3 separate regions of the Mus musculus genome follow, and regions 1 and 2 are each linked to region 3. Evidence: chromatin contacts called from public Hi-C data. All regions are on one chromosome and are shown on one strand. The core of a region is the stretch at or near the end of the contact, and the rest is flanking DNA. Distances in the headings are between cores, read along the strand shown.

Region 1 (4,021 bases), core at 1,245-3,744, 210 kb after region 3:
GCTTGTGGAGAAGCAACAGTGAACTGGAGTAGAGGCATTTTGGAGGACCATATGCTACTTACTGAATTTCATAAATGTGTAATTTCTAATTGGTATGTTGCGTGCAATTCAGAGTTCACTGGTAAATCCAAGAGTAATTTTCTGTCTTATTGAGTCCCATTGGCCTGAAAAATCCTCCACAAAAAGCTTGAGTGTTTTTTTCTTGGCTACACCCAAAAGAGAATTTGGACACTCTACTGCTGGCCTCACTGACCCAGGAATTCATAGCAGGAAATTAGGCAGGATTAAGGAAGGCTAGTTTTCTTGTGTGAGAAGGGTAAAGGTGGAGGAAAGCTCCAATTGTTTGTATTAATCTTAACAGAAATATAAAAGGCATTAAGGGATTTTGCATCCTCTTTTCCTCCCTACCTCTTTTCGTGTGTGTGTGTTCGTGTGTGCATATATGTATGCCTATGGGTTGAGACAAAAGTCTCACAGGCCAGGAGACAAGGCACTATTTGTGTTTTCCTCTTCTGTTCTTAGCAAATATTTATGAATGAACATTATATGTCCTGTTCCAAACACTGAAAACACAGACACAAAGAGGAAAAATATGTTCTTTCTTAGGAAATAACTTGGTCATCTATTTAGGGATGCACGCCATGCAATCACTGTGAATCTGAAACCATTACGATGACTTATTCTATAGAGTATGTAGAATTTCCAGCCAAGGATAGCTTTTGTTTTGTATTAACAAGTACTTGGTATTTTTCAAAGTACATGTGAGATGACCCTGAGTGGTAAAACTGAGAGACTGAGACACACATAGCATTCAAGGACAAACTGTGATGAAGAGAGCCAGGCATGTAGTAGAAGTATTAAGGAAGGGATGTTGGTTTTTCTGATGGCACTCCCTACAGGAACAGGCATTCATTTGAGTCCTGAAATATGGCAGACTTGTATTAAAAGAATGAGAATGTATCTGGAGCAAAAGATCCCTTTAGGTACACTCCTTGGTTGATGGTCTAGTCTCTGGGAGAACTGGGTTGTCAGGCCAGCCTATGTTGTTCTTCCAGTGAGGTTGCAATCCCCCTCTGCCAGCTCCAGTCCTTCTGCCAGCTCCTCCCTCTGGTTCCCCGAGTTCAGCCCGATGGTTGGCTCCAAGCATCGTCCTCTGCACTGGTCAGTTGCTGATCGGACCTCCCCAGGGACTGCCACACTAAGTATGATATCATGGGATGGGGGTGTTGATGAAGGGGGTAACCACGAAGTGGGATATCATTTGAGATGTAAATGAATGGAATGATTAATATTAATAAAAGAAAAATATATCAAGAAAAAAAAAGAATGAGAATGTCTAGAGACATTTTGGGGGGGGGGGGAGAATATGCAGTCAGATGCATACTGTCAGGAAAGAAGCATGGGATATTAGGACACCAAGGGAAACTTGGTATAATGATGTAAGTGTTGGAGCATAAAAAACCGAAGGCAATGGATGAGTTGAACTCACGTTGCTGAGTTTGAACCATTCAATGAAAGACACAGGAAAGTGAACTTTCCATGCTGGGTGAATGGGTGGGATGTCAAAACGTCCGTACCTAACAAAGCACCTCATATTTCAGAAGATAGAAGAAGGAGATGACTCATTTAGAGATTTAGACCTGGAATGCACAAAGAATATGAATATAACCTGACATCAGTAACCTTAGTGGTTTTCCCCTGCTCACCTTGATAGCTGGAAGCTCAATGCTATGCTGCTTCAATTTCTAATTGACACTAATTCCCTTCGCCGCATCATCCAGGACTCGTGTATGTCTGAAGTGTGTGGCTGAAGCACTGTTTATATCTCCACATCTGCCTTTCGTTTATGTTTTCAGCTTGGATGCTGATGCCTCTGCACGGTGTTGCTTTATTCAGTGTGGCCAACTTAGGATCCCTTGCCTGGGCTCCTTCAGCCCTTGGTTCTATTCTGTTGAGGTCATGTGTCACACTCTAAGACACTGCTTAGATACTTGTCTGTAGTCTCCCTTCTCCCTTCCTCTCATCATCTAATTATATAAACTGGCTGTGAGCCCAGAAGGATAAAGACCTGGTGATTGAATAAGGAGGTCACTTCAGTTGACCTATGTTCTAAGATTCATGGAGTTTGGTTAAAAAAAAAATTGGACTACGTTTTTTAAAAAGTTAACTCTGAAACTGAAGATGTAAGTCAAGGGTAGAGAGCTTTCCTACCATGTGGAAGGACTTGGGTTGGCTCTCCTGTAACGTGCTCACACACTCGCACGTGGGTGCAGACACACACACACACACACACACACACACACACACACACACACACACACACGAACCCACCCACACAGAGTCAGTTACATAAGTATTTATTAGGATGAATGCATGAAATGGCTTGTTAAGACAGACTGCTAAAATGTACATAAGAGATATATGTTAGACAGATGGCAGTGTGGCTTTCTTTTTTAAAATGTCGCCAGCTTTCTGATCCTAAATGGTAACAGCTGTAGGACCATGTGCTGTCCAATACCGTTCTACCCTGGCAGTTTCTTACATTCCTGCCATTATGATAGGATTTATAAGGATCCCTTTCAAAGGAGGGGAATCAGGGAGAGATTTGAGGGAGATGTAAAAATAGTCTCATAGTTAAGTGAACAGAAACTACCAAACTGAATTGCTGTTGAAATATAACGTGCAGAAGGGAACTAATCCAGTAAGAGCACTGAGGTAATTCACCAAGGCCTTTGCACCTCGGCCATCAGCAGAGAAACTCTCAGCCTGATTGCAGCTACTGAGGGTCTGAAGCCAGAGAGAGATCTAGATGCAGCCCTTGAACACTTCTAGGGAATTCTGTGGAATTATTAAAATGTTAATTCAGAAGCCACATCAAGATAATGCAGAAGGGTTGGAACTCCACAGGCCAAGGTGGCAACTGAAGCTGAGACATGTAAGGAAGACTGGGGCTTCAGGTTGAAGGGTCTGAAGCATCTAGCGTGGGGGTGCTATTTCATCAAAAAATGCTTTCAAAAAGGTTTTGTTGTTGTTGTCTGCCTGACTTTGTTTTTGCTTTGCTTAGTAACACTGACCAGCCAGAGGCCTGAATTGTTTCACTTTCATGCCCTGTTTATTTCTGCACACTTGCCACAGCCCTTACCACCTTCACCCCTCTTCCTCTGTGTCTAACTCAATCTCTCTCTCTCTCTCTCTCTCTCTCTCTCTCTGTGTGTGTGTGTGTGTGTGTGTGTGTGTGTGTGTGTGTGTATGTGTCACACATCTGAGTACACAGACTCATATACACATAGGCATGCAGGCATGCATACACGTACAGATTCAAACATACACAGATACAGGCAGACAAACAGATATACAGACAGACAGACACACACATACAGAGACAGACAGACAGGCACAGAGAGACAGACAGACAAATGCAGAGAGACAGACAGACAAATGCAGAGAGACAGACACATGCAGATACACACAAACACATACACACACATATATGCACACATGAATGCACATAAATATTCACACACAGGTCTGTGAGAGGCAGACAGACACACAGAAGTAGACACTCATACACAGACAGACAGGCAGACAGGCAGACAGACAGACACGTCTCATACCTCTTCTTTATCTGCTGGTCCTGGGTCACTGAGAGTTCAAGGTTGGTCACCATCAAGCCTGATTATTATGGAACAGGAAACATTCCCAACTCACATTTTGCTGCAATCATTACTGAGGTCCCCAGGAAAAGCAATCTATAGTGACAGTAATCAGAAGAAGTCTGCAGGAGGTCGAGTGGCTAGGAAAACCAAGTGAGAAGTCCTGCCTACGTGAATCAGAGGTTTTCTGCAATTGCTTGATGTGATTTCCACAGCAGATATAAAGATGTGGGATGGCTGAATAGTATACAACCCTAAAGCCAAGAGAATAAAGCACATTCTTCGCAGATGAGACACTGTGTTTGGCAATGTTCCCTCTGAATTAAAAGAATCCTGGCAACTAAAGAGCTTAGAAATATTAGGATTGG
Region 2 (3,646 bases), core at 211-2,710, 180 kb after region 3:
GGGTCACATGTTCCACAAATCATGAGGAAAACAGCAATCTGCACCCACACATATATGAGAATGAATGCATGCACTTACCTGTGGGTATCAACAAATATTTGCAGATATTGGATACATATGTGTCAGGAATTGCAGGCATAGAGGAGACAGGAAGATATCCCTTGTGCAGAAGGAGATACAGCATAGTTTTATGGTAAAAAAAATATACTACACTCAAAGGTGCTCATCCTACATCATTGTCACAGCTTCTCTGTGTTCGCTGAAAGACATTCATCACTTACTCTCAGTGTATTCGTTTTTAAGGAGGATGAGCATAAAATTGAGGATCAAGGTAAAGACTGGAAGTAATGCAAGTAAAAGTTTCAGTGTAGCATGTATTCATTTAATGTCATTAAAAAATCATTATTACACCAACCTTTAAGCAGTATTCATAGAGTGATAACCGCAGAAGCTAACCTCTCTAGCAAGCAGTACGTTTCCATTCAAGAGTGTTGATGGATGAATGGAACTAGAATGTATTCCATACATGTAGGAAATTATTGACAAGTAAATCAGTAAAGACATAGGAAGAGTTGGATTAGGGAAAAAAAAAAGCTGTATTTTTGACAGTACCATCAAGGAGAGAGGGATGCGTTTGAAGTCATGGTCATGCTGTATTTTATTAAGAGAGAAAAAAAAAGTTGCCAGTAGCGCTCACATGTAACTTTGCCCCAAAATGGACAGAAGGATGTGTGGAACTGAACAAGAAAGCACCTGGTTGCTATTAACACAGTCTTCCATGTGACATTAACTGCTTTAACTGGAAAGCTCTAGGGGGAGAGAAGAAGAAAACGAAACAAAACGTTCTTTGGGGAAAAGGATTGAAAGAAATTTACAACTTCTTTAAATACCATGAGCGGATCATAAAATTGCAGTAGCTACTCAGTAGTATAAGCACACTGGTATAAAAAATCAGTCGTTCATGTATGCTCTTGGCCACACACTAGTCACTCCAAGTCAGCCAACAGTTGGACACTAGGCAGTTCTCAAAGCTCCTGTGCCAGGCATCCCACAGGACCCTCATATTCTCATGATATCCTATCCAGACTTCTAGTACATAGACAAAGAAAACCTAGATTTATTGAGGTCAAGTAACTTAGTCAAGGTACTGATGGTCTGAATTTATAACCTCTGAGTCCATTGCTTCAGAGCACACTGACAAAATTTCAAAGCCATGAATCAAGCAGTATGGATGTTGAAAAAAAGGTATCTGAGGTCCCAACATTTGTGAGTTCCATGTTAGGAGATGCCCATAAAGTCCCGTGTCTCTCTGATCAAGGGGCAAGCAGAAATGGCAGAGCCAATATGAGGCTGGGAAGTGAGGTTTCACGAAATGCCGAGTGGGGGACAGTTTCTTTCCCTTCCTTCCTTTCCTCCTCTCTGACTCAAGCTCCCCACCCTTTTCATGGTAGCTTGGTTTTACTTTCTTTGGCTTGAAAGCAACTTCTGGAAGACCTCAGCAGTCCGGAGACACGGAAGACAGTCAGCCAGAGGAAGACAAACAAAACTGACACCGAGCAAAAACTGCAAAGGCATTGAAAATGTGAGCTCTAATTTTCACTCCCCTGCATGAAGCCTGCCAGACGCAGGGCTCCGAAAGAGAAAAAGAGAAAATAAATCTGATTTGCTCTAAAAAACGGGCCAAAAATAACCTTGCTTTATCTTGCAGAAAAACACAGAAAATCTTTCCTTTCTTTCTGTGTGGTTGTCCTTTCTCCTTGGCTGGGACGGAGAGTAGGAGCCCCAGGCTCAGGCCTGGAAGAAGACAGTGGACCAAAACAGTCTATGGGACATGGAGATGCTGGGTTGTGAGCAAAGCTGCTGACTAAAAGCCCTGAGTTTGGCTAGGGACAGCATGCTTGAGGAAGAGGCAGCTGCTGGTCCCAGAGGATCTCATTTGCATATGCTAATCCAAAGTAATTTCTGATCAGTAATAGGCCCTCCCTGCATCCTCCAAAATATTTTCTGTGTTCTTGCTTCCCATCCTCACTGACCCTCAGAGTTTCTGACAGTTTTGCCAAGTTCTCTTCTCTGGACTCCTCTTCTAGGCTATTTTCATCTTCCTCAGGTTTTCTAAAATACAACTCCAATGTCCCTGTCTTCTGGGTGACACATCATCAAGTGCAGAAAACAGTCTCTATTAAATCCAGGGCAGCATTCGATTTGTCTCCCTCTGACCTCAGCCCCTCAGCCATCTTTCTCAATTTACCACATGTTTGTTTGTTTGTTTGTTTGTTTGTTTTTCCTTTCAGGGTTGGTCCATAAACCTACTTCGCTCCCTCCACTCTGCCTCCCCAGCCCCTTCTTTTATCTCCCCAATCTCCAGGACATTCTTTCTGCTCCAATGGTAGTTTTGCTCTGAGGGAAGAATTCTTTCTGCAAATGATATCTCAGTGACTTATAATTTCATTCCTGGAAAAAAAAAATACAGTTTTCCCGAAACCTACTGATAAGGAACCCAAGGTCAGAGAGGAGACAGCCCGTATTCAAAGTCACAGGCTCATCAGAGACAGAATAGATGCATGCACCCCATAAAACTGGGATGCAAACTCCTGTGATTGGCAGCTGCCTAGAACATGTGTATGAGGTTTCCTCAGTTCCTGAGCTCTCTAAGTGGCATGATGCTGCTTCTGGAATAGCAATGCTGGGAGAGAGTCCAGGTGTTGCTGCTGTTGGGGAGAGAGCTGATGATGTTGCCCTACACTGTTTTTGGCCTCTTAAATTTCTCCACAATACAGAATCTACTTTTAGCTCAGAAATCAAACACGGTGTTATTGTTCTTGCCAATTTCCTGTTTTAAAAACAAAACAAAACAAAACAAACAAACAAACAAACAAACATAATATCCTATTATTTTGCCAAGGGGGGATAAAAGTCCTGACCGAGTCAAAGTCAGTGTCCGTGAAGACACGGGAGCGTAGGAAAGAGGAGGCGGCTCCACAGTGAGTGTGTCCAGGGTGGGAAAGGGAGCTGGGATGTGTGATGAGAAGACTTTGGTGAGGAAGAGCCTGTCGAGGGGCTGTGGGTTCCTGACCTGAAGGAATCACCTCAAAGTGAGGGAGTCTCACTTACTCAGTAACAAGGCATGGCCAGGTCCCTCGTTTGTGTCATTTGCAACCCTGGATAATGTAGAAGCCAACCCTTCTGACATCTCCAGCCATGTGGATATATAGCCATATATATTGTATAATATATGTGGCATGAAAATGAAAATTCTGAAGACCTTCTTTGGACCAGCTAAGGCAAAATGCCTAATACTGAATTGAGTACTGTCTATATTCTTAATAAGATTTTTCATGGACTCTGATGCTGTTTTGTTTTGTTTTGGGGGGTTGTTTTGTTTATGAGAATTGATGCTAGAAATGGTGGGAAAGGCACAGACAGAGTGAGCATTTGACTGTGTATCCCTGCTCCCAACAGGAGTCTACAAAATATTACACACTGTCCCTTACACAATCCTCTCCCTTCCATTTGCTCTTCACACAGCCCTAGATCCATGGAGTTTGTACAACCACGGAGCTTTTCCATGTTTCAACCTTGACAGCAGTTCCCGTGTTCTCAGGGAGCTTCTCACATAAAGACAGCTCAGCCTTTCTTTGCAAATTGG
Region 3 (3,836 bases), core at 1,172-3,671:
GCATATGTATCAAAAGATGGTCTAGTCGGCCATCACTGGAAAGAGAGGCCCATTGAACACGCAAACTTTATATGCCCCAGTACAGGGGAATGCCAGGGCCAAAAAATGGGAATGGGGGGGGTGTGGGGGACTTTTGGGATAGCATTGGAAATGTAATTGAGGAAAATATGTAATTAAAAAAAAAAAAAAGAAGTACACTTCTTAAGGGAGAGACAGATTCCAAAACAGAATGCTCCAAACAGGGAACATAGGACTATGGTTTAAGACCCAAGTTGTTTGAGGGTTTATTATTCTTGCAGACAAGCAAATCCACAAAATCTGTATATAAATTCTGATGACCAGGCATTTTAGCCAGCAGTTGACTCTTTAGCATATACACGCACACTCACAAAAATTTGTAAATATTTATTTTTGCTATTTGTACACACACACACACACACACACACACACACACTTAGAACTCTAGAGGTTTCCAAGGAGCTGTGTATTAGGAAGGAGTGATGGTAGAAGAGTAAATAGGGGTAGGGAGTGGGGAGATCACCAGACTCTGGGTTCTGGAACAGGGAGATGAGAGAGGGGCCCAATGAGGAGGCCACTCTAGATAGGTTCATGCCTGAAAACACTATGAGGGAGAAGACCTCTATCCAATGTAAGAATAGCACAAGGAAGATCCAAGTCCTCCCCTCCCCCAGTGACCAGCAGCAGCAAGAGTAATAGGCAGCGATGAGGAGGAGGTCATGGTGAGATCCTGGCCTGGCCTGCCACCAAGGGTCCTGCTGCAGGTAGGGTCTGTGTTGATATCTGTGGACAGAGTTATCACCAAAGGCCAAGCAGATGCCACCAGAAACCATGTGAATATCTGAAGGTGGTGCTGTCATGGGGGACATGCTCATCTGAGTGACCTGTACTGTCGCCCTAGGTCATAGGGACATCTGGGCTCATGTTGCTGCCGGGGACTATGTCTAGGTTTGTGACCCTACAGCAGTTGTGATCTATGTTGACGTCCCAGGCCTGTGTTACCACCAAAAGCCATGCAGATGTCCCTAGTCCAGACTGCTGCATGAGGCACCGTGCTGAGTTGGCTTTACCCCTTGCCTGGGTAGGATAATAGAGCTGCCCATGACAGCAGGGGAGCAGGTAAGCTAGCCTGAGAGTGTGAGTACTGGAGAGCTGGCCCTGCCCCTAGTCTGCCATCTTTCAGTGGCGTGGCTCGGGTGAGGGAGAGATGCCCTCCTTCCCACCATCCTTGTACAGCCTGTGCCAGGCAGGTGAGCTGGCACCAAAATCATGAGAGGATCAAAGCTGGCCTTGTGGCTCATGCATTCCAGCACTCAGTAGAGTGAGAACAGGCCCTGTACCCTCACCTCGGCAGCCCAGTAGAGCTGATCCTGGTGGTGGGGTTCAGGAAAGTAGTCCCTGTGGGCAAGAGTGCAGGAGAGTTGGCCTTGCCCCTGGTCTGCCATGGGATGGGGTGGGGTAGGTGAGGAAGAGATGCCCTCCTTCACAAAGCACACATGAGCTGGCCTTGAGGACATGAGAGCTGGAGAGTGGACTCTGCCCCTTGCCTTCTGTGGCACTGGGTGAGCTAGCCTGGGCAGCACTAGAGAAATTGTTCTGGTGGTAGTGGTACAGGAGAACTGGTGAGTTGGCAAATTCAGCTACCTCCCAGGCCCAGATCCAGAGCTTCAAGTTGACCCACCTCAACATCTACGCTATCTATGATCTGCTGGGATGGGGGAAAGGACTGGTCCTGCAGATCCAAAGCTGCAAGATCTTTATGACATAGGACATCAGCAGAGTATCTGAAAAGAGTCCCCATGAGGATAGAGTATTGATAGTGTAGCACAAGCTAGAGGCCTCTAAATAGATAGAAAAATGATTTATTGAAATGAACATTTGCAAATAAAGGTGTATGAACAAAAGGGTGTAGTGTGGGACATACTGTGACACACTGTAGCTTCCATGAGATTTTTCTTTGTATCTTATTTTGGGTGGGTACAAAGGAATGGGAAGATGAGTGAGATTGGGGTACATGATGTGAAATTTGCAAAAAAAAAATCATTAAAAATTAAAAAAAAAAAGAATAACACAAGGACAGCAAGAACCCAGACTCAAAAGTGGGAAAGGAGACTACACCAAGAGGGTAGTGGCAAAGAGGAGATGTGGACCAGTGACTGAAGAACAGAAGAAGCTCTATCAGCCAAAGGTCAATAGACTAGGAAAATCTCATCTCTTTGTATTAAGTCATGGCAGTCCCCCACCTATGCTAAGCTCTCATGAGGTTTAGCCATTAAATGCTGTGTGATTTTGAGATGGACGTGCATGTCTCTGGTTCTGTTTCTCACAGTTGTAGGTAGGGAAGGGGTTTGGACAGTTTGCAGTAATCTTTCCAGCATTAATATCTCTGTCTCTTATATGTGCCTTCTTTCTAGTTTCACCTGGAGTCTGCCCCTTCTTTGTTTTCCTAGCAAATATAAGCTGTCCTCCTGTTGACTTCTTCAATGCTGGCTTCATGACTACACCTTCACTGGCCCACAAGTCAACACCAGCCTTGACCAAAACATTCCATTCCAGGAGGAGAACTGAACGGATTGGAGGAAGAAGCAGAGATTAGAAACAACAGGCTTGCACATTCCGATTGTTCTTAACTTGATTTCAACTTTTGACCTGTAATGCTTTCCAGCTGTTTTGAACTCACACAGCCCATCTTGATTAGACTCACCCCCTAAGTGATGCAAACAGAGGAGACAGCTTCAGAGAGCCATCACCCCACCCAAATGAGTCTGGGGTTTGCAATTCTTGGATGGGTATGTGGATCTGGATCCCAGGCTTTGCATTCCCAGTACAGTCCTACAGGAGGGCTCAGGCAAGACAACCCCTCCAGCCCCTCCCCCCAAAAGATGACCTCTTTTACAGTCTGTTTTTACAGTGCAGAGTGGGAGCATCAGAATCCCTGCCCCTGTCAAAATAACATATCCCAGGTGGTGGGAGTTAACGGGAAGGCAGGCAGAGAGCTCTGCTTCCAAAGTACACATTGCCACAAATGAGAACCAACTGGAGTGAAGCTGGGCAGACGCAAAGGCAGAAAATTAAGCCCTGGGTTGGCTCTCTCTCTCTCCTTTACTCCCTTCCTTCCTTCTTTTCTTCCCCTCTCTCTCCTTTATTCCCTTCCTTCCTTCTTTTCTTCTTTACTTCCTTCCCTTCTTTCTCTTCCTTCTCTCCCTCCTCTGTCCTTCCATCCTACTTCCTTTCTTTCTTCTCTCCTTTTTTCCTTTTCTTCCTTCTTTTCCCTTCTTCCTTCCTCGCTCCTTCCCTCCCTCCCTTCCTCCTTCATTTCTTTCCTCTCTTGTGCTCTCTTCTTTTCCTCTATCTCCCTCTTTCCCTCCATCTTTCCTTCCTTTCTTTAATAGAAAATGCTACACCACACATGGTTTTTAAAAGACGACTTTCCTTACATGGGGAAAATGAACAACTGCAAGGAAGCTGCTCTCCCCAGGCTTGGGGGTGGGTCCTACATAGTGACATGCAATGTGACCTTCCATCCATCCAACAGGCCTGGGGGCCAGATGTCTGTGACTACACAAGTCAGAAGCTGAGCTAGAAGTACCTAAGCTTCGCAGAGTTTATCATTGCACTGGAGTAAACAGCCAACTCTATTTCTCCTTTTTATCACCGTGCCTTCAGGGAATCCTTTTGTGTTCAGTTTCTGTCCTAAGTGATCATGCTTTAGCTAGATTCCTTAGGAGAGACAATCCAGAGACTCAGAAATGTCATCAGAAGTTGGTTTTCCAAAGACGTTTTTCAGGGGGAATTAGAAGTTGCCACAGGCCTTAGAT

What was found. Hi-C and Micro-C count contacts between places; a contact is called where the count stands out from the background.
Region 1: a Hi-C map of the 3T3-L1 cell line shows a contact between it and region 3, with 5 times the contacts expected there. The contact joins two enhancer-like sites. A contact is called at or near these places in 2 of 484 Hi-C or Micro-C datasets (the 3T3-L1 cell line and nephron progenitors).
Region 2: a Hi-C map of uterus shows a contact between it and region 3, with 5 times the contacts expected there. The contact joins two enhancer-like sites. A contact is called at or near these places in 9 of 484 Hi-C or Micro-C datasets (embryonic fibroblasts, nephron progenitors and uterus).

Annotation. Positions count from the first base shown.
Region 1 is chr8:103,198,369-103,202,389 of GRCm38.p6, reverse strand. No RefSeq gene overlaps it. Among named protein-coding and RNA genes, the nearest start is that of Gm32531, 71 kb to the left of the region's middle. Within about 2 kb of position 2,494, at least 24 of the 459 cell types and tissues checked have an H3K27ac peak or open chromatin away from gene starts, as enhancers often do.
Region 2 is chr8:103,229,150-103,232,795 of GRCm38.p6, reverse strand. No RefSeq gene overlaps it. Among named protein-coding and RNA genes, the nearest start is that of Gm32531, 40 kb to the left of the region's middle. Within about 2 kb of position 1,460, at least 35 of the 459 cell types and tissues checked have an H3K27ac peak or open chromatin away from gene starts, as enhancers often do. A contact at or near this core is called in nephron progenitors and uterus, where this site is marked.
Region 3 is chr8:103,408,321-103,412,156 of GRCm38.p6, reverse strand. No RefSeq gene overlaps it. Among named protein-coding and RNA genes, the nearest start is that of 1600027J07Rik, 63 kb to the right of the region's middle. Within about 2 kb of position 2,421, at least 54 of the 459 cell types and tissues checked have an H3K27ac peak or open chromatin away from gene starts, as enhancers often do. A contact at or near this core is called in nephron progenitors and uterus, where this site is marked.